Regions from separate parts of the Columba livia genome. Here region 1 is linked to region 2. A link is a contact called in public Hi-C data. All regions are on one chromosome and are shown on one strand. Each heading gives the region's core, a stretch centred on a gene start, on an enhancer-like site or on the middle of the called end of the contact. The rest is flanking DNA. Distances are from core to core; before and after follow the strand shown.

Region 1 (4,104 bases), core at 681-3,180, 260 kb after region 2:
TAAAAACATGCCTGCTGAAGCAAGAGGATTACACGCATTCACTAACGAGAGGCTGGACAGCAGCACCTTTAGACTTCTGTTACTGGATGCCAGTTTTCACCTCCCATGAAGGCCCATGTGTGACCCACATCAGCTGAAGGTGTGCGAAATCACCTTGGAGCTGGGCACTTTGGGCTGGTGGTCTGCAGGTCTTCTAACAGATGGGCAGAGTATCCTACCCTCTGGTCACCCCAGGCACCACCACCCATGCACACCACTAGCTGCTGAAGCATGTCTTCGGCAAAGTTCATAGTTGCATTTCAAAGGAAGCTTGAAGAAAATACTCACACGTGTATCTTCTCTAAGTCCACCCTAGGAAGAGTTTGCAGGATTGGGTGCAGTTCCTCAAAGCTGTGCTCTGGACAGCCAATCCTTCCTCTGCCACCCCCCATCTCCTCTGTGAATTCATGCTCTTCTCACTCACATACTTCAGGTATTCTTTATATCAGAGAAATTCTCCCACACCACATGAAATGCCTTTGTTCTCTCCAGCGTATTTGTTGAGTAGGATGGATTGGATACATAGAAAGATCACGGTAGGCATGTGAAAACATACCTAAAACTTAACTTAAGCCTACAGGCATTTAGAGTAGAGCTCAAGGCTTTTCTGTTGTGGCTTTTAGGACTTCAACTTGCTTGCATGTTGTCAGCTAATGAAACCATAGCATGAATTTGTGAAAGGCCACACGTAACAAGTCGTGTCACTAGCTGGGGGTGCCAAATGTTTGCGTTTCCCAGAATATATCCTCTCTTTCTGCCTGGAAATGTTCTATGGGTAGTAAAAGATAATTTTTCCCATTTGTCTGGATAAGTCGGCCCAGAGAAAAGGTAGTTCTCTGGCTGCCAGATGTACAGCAGCACTGGGCAAGCGTGTGTGCAGATCACCAGGTGGATGTATTGCTTTATGTAGCAAGTCAGACGGACTCCAAATGCATCTGTTCCGTGGTGTATAGTATCTGTGCCACTCGTCCGTTTGGGATATCTGGGACCAAAAATTAGAGCCCTATTAGCTAAAATTCCTTGGGTTTCATTATACTGTAATATAGAGATGATGTCCAATCCTTTTTCTTCTTAAAATGCTTGTGCATGGTTTTCTACATTGCGCCTCTCTTCCTCATGAAACTCTCAGGCTCATTGCTCCCTACAGCAAGAAGCATTTGATGCTGGTCTGATGATAAGTATTAGATTTAAGAGGTCTCAACAGAGCGAAAATCCCAGCCCATGTGCTGAGGAGTAAAGGGTTTCTGGTAGTGCAATGCTGCTGGGATGGCTCCTACAGCATCACCTAATCAACTCCATCAATTTTTAGCTGTCTGAACAGCCTGAAGTTGCTGGGAACCAGGCCAGTGGCTGAACCACTGAAGGCTGAAGGGTGGATCAGCAACATGTGCGCTTGACCCGTGTATCTATGGAGATGGAGCCAGTTTGTGGAATTTGTGATTCTAGATATCTATGAGAATTGTCCAGTATGTTTTACATAATGCCATAAACTGATTTAACTCGTATTCCTAGCTTTACTCACAAATTCTCCAGCAAGAAACTGTGGAAGTGGTGGCTCATGGGGCACGTAAAAGGAGACCAATGCCAAACGGACATTAGCACTGCAGAAAAGGAGGTCTAAGATGTGATGTGAGAAGCACTTTTTACGCTTTATTGTGACCATAATTTCACCCAGTAGAGTGAATCAAAGTGCCCATTGTCACACTGTCTTGCAACTGCTTTAACACACTGGTGAAATCTCATCCTGCCCTACACAGTCCACTCATGTTCTCACTGCTCTATGTTTTTTCCAGTGAAAACTAATAAGTGCTTCTTATCTCCAAAGAAACAGAGTGCCACAGAACCTAACTGGCTTTGTTATCAGATGATTTTCGTGAAGCTGTAGATCAGCCTCCCAAATTTTCTGTGTGCACCAGGAGCTAAAATGAGCTAACCTTCTGTCAAGCAGCAAATTCTGGGACATTTTTTCCACTTTTGCAAACATTAGTCTGTTTAAGTGAATCAAGTACTTAACATGGCACAGTGAGGAGGAACTCTGGGGAAAAACTAGTGAGCTCATAGTCCAAAACTGATGCAGTCATAGTACTCGAAGAAAAAGAAAGCAAAAAAAACACTCAAATTTTCCACTATGATAAAACCAGAAGCAGGCGTTAGAATAAGTAGGTTTTGACATCCATTGTTCAGTGTCACTAGAGTGTTATTTTTTCTGTATAGCAGAACAGTGGTTAATTCATAGCTCTTGGGATATTTTTTTTCAAGCATAAATCACTATAGGTTTTTTTTTCTTCCCTGTATCAATCAGTGGTTTATGAAAACCTGCAGGGAGAAATAAACCATACAAGCTGGCGAGTAGTTTTAGTGGCATTTAAAACAACTGTGGTAGTTATAAACAGTAAACAAAACATAGTAACCAGTTTAAACACTAGAGATTGTTGTACCATAGGAGTATAAATCATTAACTTAATAATTTCAGCAGAAGTGACTCAAATGCAAAATTAAGCCAACAGTACCCCCTGTGGCAATAATGAAGTACTGTATTTCTTACAGAAATCAACTGACACAATTTGTGGTTGCAGCTTGGAAATCCTCTGAAGCTGATCTTTGGAATAGAGATCTCCAAGCAGCTTTAGCATGAAGTACTTTTATAAGGAACTATATTCCAGGAATATTTTCATAAACACAATCCAGAGCTTATGAGCAATGGAGATGAAATTAGAAGTATTTCGACAAGAGATGCACACATATAAATGTGATGGCAGATCACTGCTGAGATTCCGACAGTTCTGATGTTTTAGACATTGCTGGTTTGTTTGTTGTTGGTTGGTTGGTTGTTTTCTAAAGAACCTAGTGACACACCGGTGTTCTGAAGTATGAGATTAAAACATAGAAGGGTCTTAAGACGCAGTGTTCGCTCTGGCTAAACTCCTATTACAGTAGGACTGAAGGGTTCAGTTCCAAGTATCCCAGCTGGCCGTTTACAAAACACTGAAGCACATCTGAAATGAAACTACACTCAGCCAAACCCATCCTACATCTCTTCGTACTGCCTGGAAATGGAGCTTAGAGTGACTAGGCTTCTCTCTAGGCATTAGTCATAGGTTGAAAATTCAGTGGCTGAATCTTAGCTTTAAGCCACCTTAAGTTTCCATGAAAATTGCAGAACTTCTAGGATATACAAGTGCCACGCAGCCAAAATTTCTTTTAATTATCATCTTCAGATTTTGATACATTTTCAAAGATTTTTAAAATTGCTATTGGAGTTGGTAGGTAATGCAATTGGAGTTGGTAGGTAATGCAATTCACTTTAGCTTGCTTTCTTTTTTATTTATCTGCTATTAGTCCTTCCAGTATAGAATTCTGGGGATAGAAACAATTCACATAGTTCTGATGTTAGGTGATACAACAGAGTGAAAAAATAACATGATAATACCTCACTTCAGAAGAGCCTTTTAATTAAGGATCTCAGAATCCTTATTTCAGATACCTGCATAAGGATTTCTATATATGAAAATATGTAGAAATTTAATCTTGGTTGTGGTCAAAGCTCAGGTAGAAAAAAGTAGGAAATATCACTGTTTGCAGGGTGGTGATCTATAATTTCAGCCTAGTTCTTTTTTTAACACAACTAGATTTTTGTTCTGTAAGTACATGTTATGACACACATTAATGCTTACAAGAAATATGAAGTCCTTCCCTATACCCTAGGTAAGACACAGGCTGAAAAGTAATGGACTGATTGCAAACATTTCTAAGTGTGAATCCAGACTATTGACTCAGGCCTACATATCACATATAATGTATACATTAGCAAATAAAGGTGATTAAAAGAATTTGCAGAAATGACAGGCTACAGTGCTGTGTGCTCCAGGACTTACCTCTAAGATTTAATCTTAAAACAATTGTTTAAGAAAGAATCATTATCCAAAATGGTTTTAACAATATTACCTTATCCTGTTGTCTGAAAGCTCTGGAATAATATGAGGTGCTTTTTCTCAGTGTATCAGAGAAGAGAAGATGTAGCAAAGTGCTGCTACTGCTGGGAAGTAATCTGGATAATTCATGAGT
Region 2 (4,557 bases), core at 2,047-4,546:
GTTTGCTGGGCCTTCTACAGCTGGTGGAGATTTGACTCCAGCGGCTGGGGCTTTTGGAATGGAGAAGCCACAGTTTGTCTCTGCTGCTGTGCCTGGGAAGTTCTGCGTGGCACAAACATCACCATGCTGGTAGCAGAAAGTTTTAGGGAATCGAGCTTTGTTGTGAGGCAAAATGGAGACCTGCACCTTGGAAAGCCTGACACTGTGTCACACTAAAAGGGTCTGAGAAGAAGCAAATGGGTCATCTCAAATGAGAACAAAACCAAGATTTATTTTCTTTTTTTTTTTTAATCTTAGACTTTCTGAAAGACTCTGAGGAAACACTGCCAGATCAGAAGGAATCTCAGCAACTTTCAAAATCTAGTCAGACTGGTTTGCTGTCAGCCTGGCTGGATCCCTGGCAGCTTACAGGGAGAGCTCCTTTGGAGCTTGGACCTCCAGCACTTGTTGCTGCATGGGCAGCCTGGTCAGGCTCTGGGCACATGAGGGGTTGAGAGCCTCCAGGAGGGCATCTCTAAGGCTCCAGGATTTGTGAAAGATGCTACAAAGTTTGGGTTGTTCTGTTTTTTGGATTTGTTTGTTTTGTTTTGTTTTGTTCCAAATTGGAACAAAAATAAGCTTGCAAAAATCAAAACACTTCATGATTTGTGAAGGTTGTCTCTTTGGAGGTCTCCTGAGAAATCGTGGGAAGTTTCCTGCAAAAGAATGGCATAGAACACTGTCCCCATGGCTGCTCTGAAGCCCTTGCAGCAAGTGATGGGCAGTGCACAGACAGCAGCCAAGTCATACAGGGCCACAGATGCTGTCTAAGGAATGTCTCCATGGTTTAGCTGTAGCTCTTGGAGGAAATAATTTAATAACCCTTTTCTTTAAAAGTGTTTGCGGTTGAGGTACTTCGTGTAACAGAGCTGGTTCTTCAGCTGGTGAGCGGTGGAGCTGTGAGATATAACAGCTCAAGGAACTGTCCCCTTGGTTTTGTACAGGTGTGTTGCAGAAGTGAAAACAGCTGAATCTACATGTTGAGTTTGCTTGTTTATTTGAGAAATTTTGGAAACATTGCCATTCCTGACACCACAGCTGTGTTTTTAAGGTCAGTAGGAGCAGCACATTGACATATACAGCAGTAAAAGTGTGATGTTGTGGCAGAGACATTTAATCTGGCCTTGCAGGAATTCATAGATTTACGTGGAAAGCACCACGAACCCTTGCATCAGGAGGATGCGGACTCAGTTGTGTCTGCAGCACTGCACATACACATGCACTTTTAGAGAATGGAGAGTAAGTTTACTTTCAGAGCCTGTGTCCACATACCTATAAATAATATATTTCCTTAGCTCCTCCACCTCTCAGAGAATCTCACATTTGCTGGTATTTTTCGGGCTGCCCTTCTCATGCTTCAGAAAACATTCAAACATTTTGCAGAAAGAAGATGGTTCCTGAGTTGTGGTCAGCTGGAGAAAGTCTTCGGTGGTGTTTGGCTGGTTTGTGTCTTATGTGAATTTCATGGCACTTTCAGTGAGATCCCAGTCATCCTCTCTCACTTCTGTTGTGTGTGCTTACCTGTAATACCACGGCCAATGGCCCAGCTGTGCTTCTCAATGCCTCGAGTACCTCAGCTACATCTTTCTTTATCTCTAGAAACAAAGCAGGTTCTTCAGAAGCAGCCTTGTCCCACCCAGGAGGGTGTGATTAGAATCCTTGGCAAGTAAAATGTGTGATGACTTAATTCAGAAGGGAATATGGGGCTAAAATGGGTGAGGGTATAGAAAAAGACTACTTGATCACTGTCTAAAGTTAATGTTGATGTACAGCGTTGATAAACAGAATGTGAAAGACAAGTCTTATGGCATAAAGTTGAGGGATGCATAGTCATTTCCCTAGGGCAGCTGTCCTCCTGAGGTCAAAGCATGACACATTCCCCACACACAGGCACTGGAGCAGGCATGGATGGAGCCTGTGATGTTTATTGTGGCCAAAAGAGGCAGTGGAAAAACTGAATTACAGGCGCAGCCTAAGAATTTGGGGCTTGAGAGTTTCTGTCAAGTGCAGATGGGGATGTATTTGCACACTTCTGACAGGAGAGGAGATCCCGGAGAAGGTGCAAATCCTCCTCAGCGCTCATCCTCTCCCTCCTCCGCAGGTCGCACCAAGTGTCCTGTCGGCGGGGAGCGGTGAGAATTGCCCAAAACCCACTTGGAAGTGAAACCCCGGAGCCAGGCGAAGGGCCGCGCAGAGCCTGACCGCCTCCTGCTGCCGGTACCGCGGGCAGATCACCACCCACTGCCCCTGCAGCCTTTAGCAGAAACGCATCCCAGCGGGTTCCCAGAGGTGCCAAATTCTTCCTCTAAAGCAAGGGCGGTATTTGTCCCAATTATTTAATAATAGGTGCAAGCAATGTTAAAACCTTCCTCTTTTTAGAACAACAGAAAAAAAAAAATAAAAAGCCTTGGACGAGTTGCTTTTTCCTTCTGGGCTCCGGGCTGCCTCCTCTCCCCGTCCCCGGGGTGAGGCACCTCGGCAGGCGGCGGCTAGGCTGCCGCAAGTCCCTCGCCGTTGCGCGGCGCGGATTAAATAGGCGGGCGGCGGCACGGCCGGCGGAGCCCTCCGCTCCCCGCAGCCCCTCCACGTCACTCCGCGGCGAGGCGAGCACGTGGGGCGGGGAGACCTTATAAATCTCCCTCTCCCTGCGCGGCCGTGATGTTATCTGCTGGCACTCGTCCCCTCCTCGCAGGGAGAGCCGCGGGACCGGGGGAGGCGGGCGGGGGGCGCCGGGCGGAGCGCTAGATCCGCCGGGAGCTGCGCGCTGCGCCGCGCCGCCGGGGCCAGCCCCAGCCCCAGCCCGCGGGGGAGGCCGGGGGGGAGAGCGGCGCTGCGCTCCGCGCCAGCGCCGGGCGGCCTCTCCGCGCCTGCGATCCGCGGGAGGCTGTCGGGGCGGCGGCGGCGGCGCTGCCTCGCTGACTGCGGCGTGGGGTTGGCGTTTGGGAAGGAGGAGGAAGAGGAGGGAGCTGGAAAAAGCTCTGCAGCGCGCAGCGGCCCGGGCGGGGGTGGGTCGGTGCATGCGGCGCGGGGCGCACGCAGCAGCCTGCGGGACGCGGCCGGACGGAGGAGCAGCAGCACCGCCGCTCGCTGCCGCCGCGGGGCAAGGCGCCGCCGCCTGCCGCTCCGCCCGGCCGCGGGGGCCGGGACTCCGCGCAGCCGGGCGCACACGTGCGCGCCTCTGCCGGCGCCGCCGCGGGGGCTGAGCGGGGCTGAGCGCGGGGCGGTGCCGCTGCCTGCCGGGAGCCGCCGGGCGCCGCGGGCGCACGGCGGGGCTGAGCGCCGCGCCGGCAGCCTCTGCCCCGCCGGCTGCGGCAGCGCCCTTTAATACCCATCACTGCTTTTTCTTCTCCTCCTTTTTTATTTTTTTCTCTTTTTCCTTTTTTTTTTCGTTGATTTTTTTGTTTCCCAGCCGGCTGCGCCAGCGGGTTGAGAACAGTCTCCCTTCCATTTACTTGATTCGCAGGTTTGTTTATCTGTTTGGGGGTTTTTTCCTCCCGTTTTTTTTTTTTTTTTCCTGTCCTGCTTACTCCACCCCCGAATTTTATCTAGTTGTAGCAACTTGCTGCTTTTTTTTTTTTAATAATAATTGGTATTTTTTTCACTGACGCCTCCCGTGCGTTTTTTGATTGCAAGCCGTCCTTGCAGTCCGGTTTTTAACTGCATTTTGTCTGCAGATCTTCCCTTTGTTTGCACACATCCCCTTTTATTTTTAATTTTTTTGTCGTTGTTGTTCGCTGTTAAAGTCACTCTTTTTTGGGGGGGGGCGCTGTATTTAAACACTTAAAATGCACTGCTATCTCCTGAGCGTGTTTCTCACCCTGGATCTGGCCACCGTGGCTCTCAGCCTGTCTACCTGCAGCACCCTCGACATGGATCAGTTTATGCGCAAGAGGATCGAGGCGATCCGGGGGCAGATCTTGAGCAAACTGAAGCTCACCAGCCCCCCGGACGAGTACCCCGAGCCCGAGGAGGTGCCCCCGGAGGTCATCTCCATCTACAACAGCACCAGGGACCTGCTGCAAGAGAAAGCCAACCACAGAGCTGCCACTTGCGAGAGGGAGAGGAGCGACGAGGAGTATTATGCCAAAGAAGTTTACAAAATAGACATGCAGCCTTTTTACCCGGAAAGTAAGTCCTCTGTGTTTGTGCATGTGTGTGTAACTTCAACCCCGTGGCTTGGCAGTGGCCGGCACCTTCAAATACCAGCCCCATGCATCATAATCCGCCGCCTTTGCTTGGTTTGCTCTTATCCGCAGCATCTCTTTGGTGGTGGCTTCTAAAGTTTCGTTTAGGTGGTGGGGTACGAGCATGCCGGGGTGGGTGGGTTGGGGGGTCAGCTGTCCCCCCAGACTCACGGGGTTTCCATCCCCTTTGAAGTCACCCAGGAGTCCCTAAAAATGCCTCTCTTTCCACCACCATATACCTGAGCAAAGCTCCCCCTGCCTGTGATCCCCCTCTCCCCCCAGCACTGGGTTCAGCTCCCCCGCAGCCCCGTGTGCAGCCTCCAAAAAGAGCCAA

Evidence for each region. Hi-C and Micro-C count contacts between places; a contact is called where the count stands out from the background.
Region 1: a Hi-C map of crop shows a contact between it and region 2, with 3 times the contacts expected there. The contact joins the enhancer-like site here to the promoter of TGFB2 in region 2. A contact is called at or near these places in 2 of 2 Hi-C or Micro-C datasets (crop and liver).

What each region holds. Positions count from the first base shown.
Region 1 is chr3:100,144,456-100,148,559 of bColLiv1.pat.W.v2, forward strand. The region is part of intron 3 of LOC110357036 (a long non-coding RNA gene); the gene reads right to left. Among named protein-coding and RNA genes, the nearest start is that of LYPLAL1, 28 kb to the right of the region's middle. Within about 2 kb of position 1,931, at least 2 of the 3 cell types and tissues checked have an H3K27ac peak away from gene starts, as active enhancers do.
Region 2 is chr3:99,879,776-99,884,332 of bColLiv1.pat.W.v2, forward strand. TGFB2 (transforming growth factor beta 2) reads left to right here and starts at 3,297. Exons shown (of 7, transcript XM_005499973.4): 1 at 3,297-4,167. The coding sequence starts at 3,825.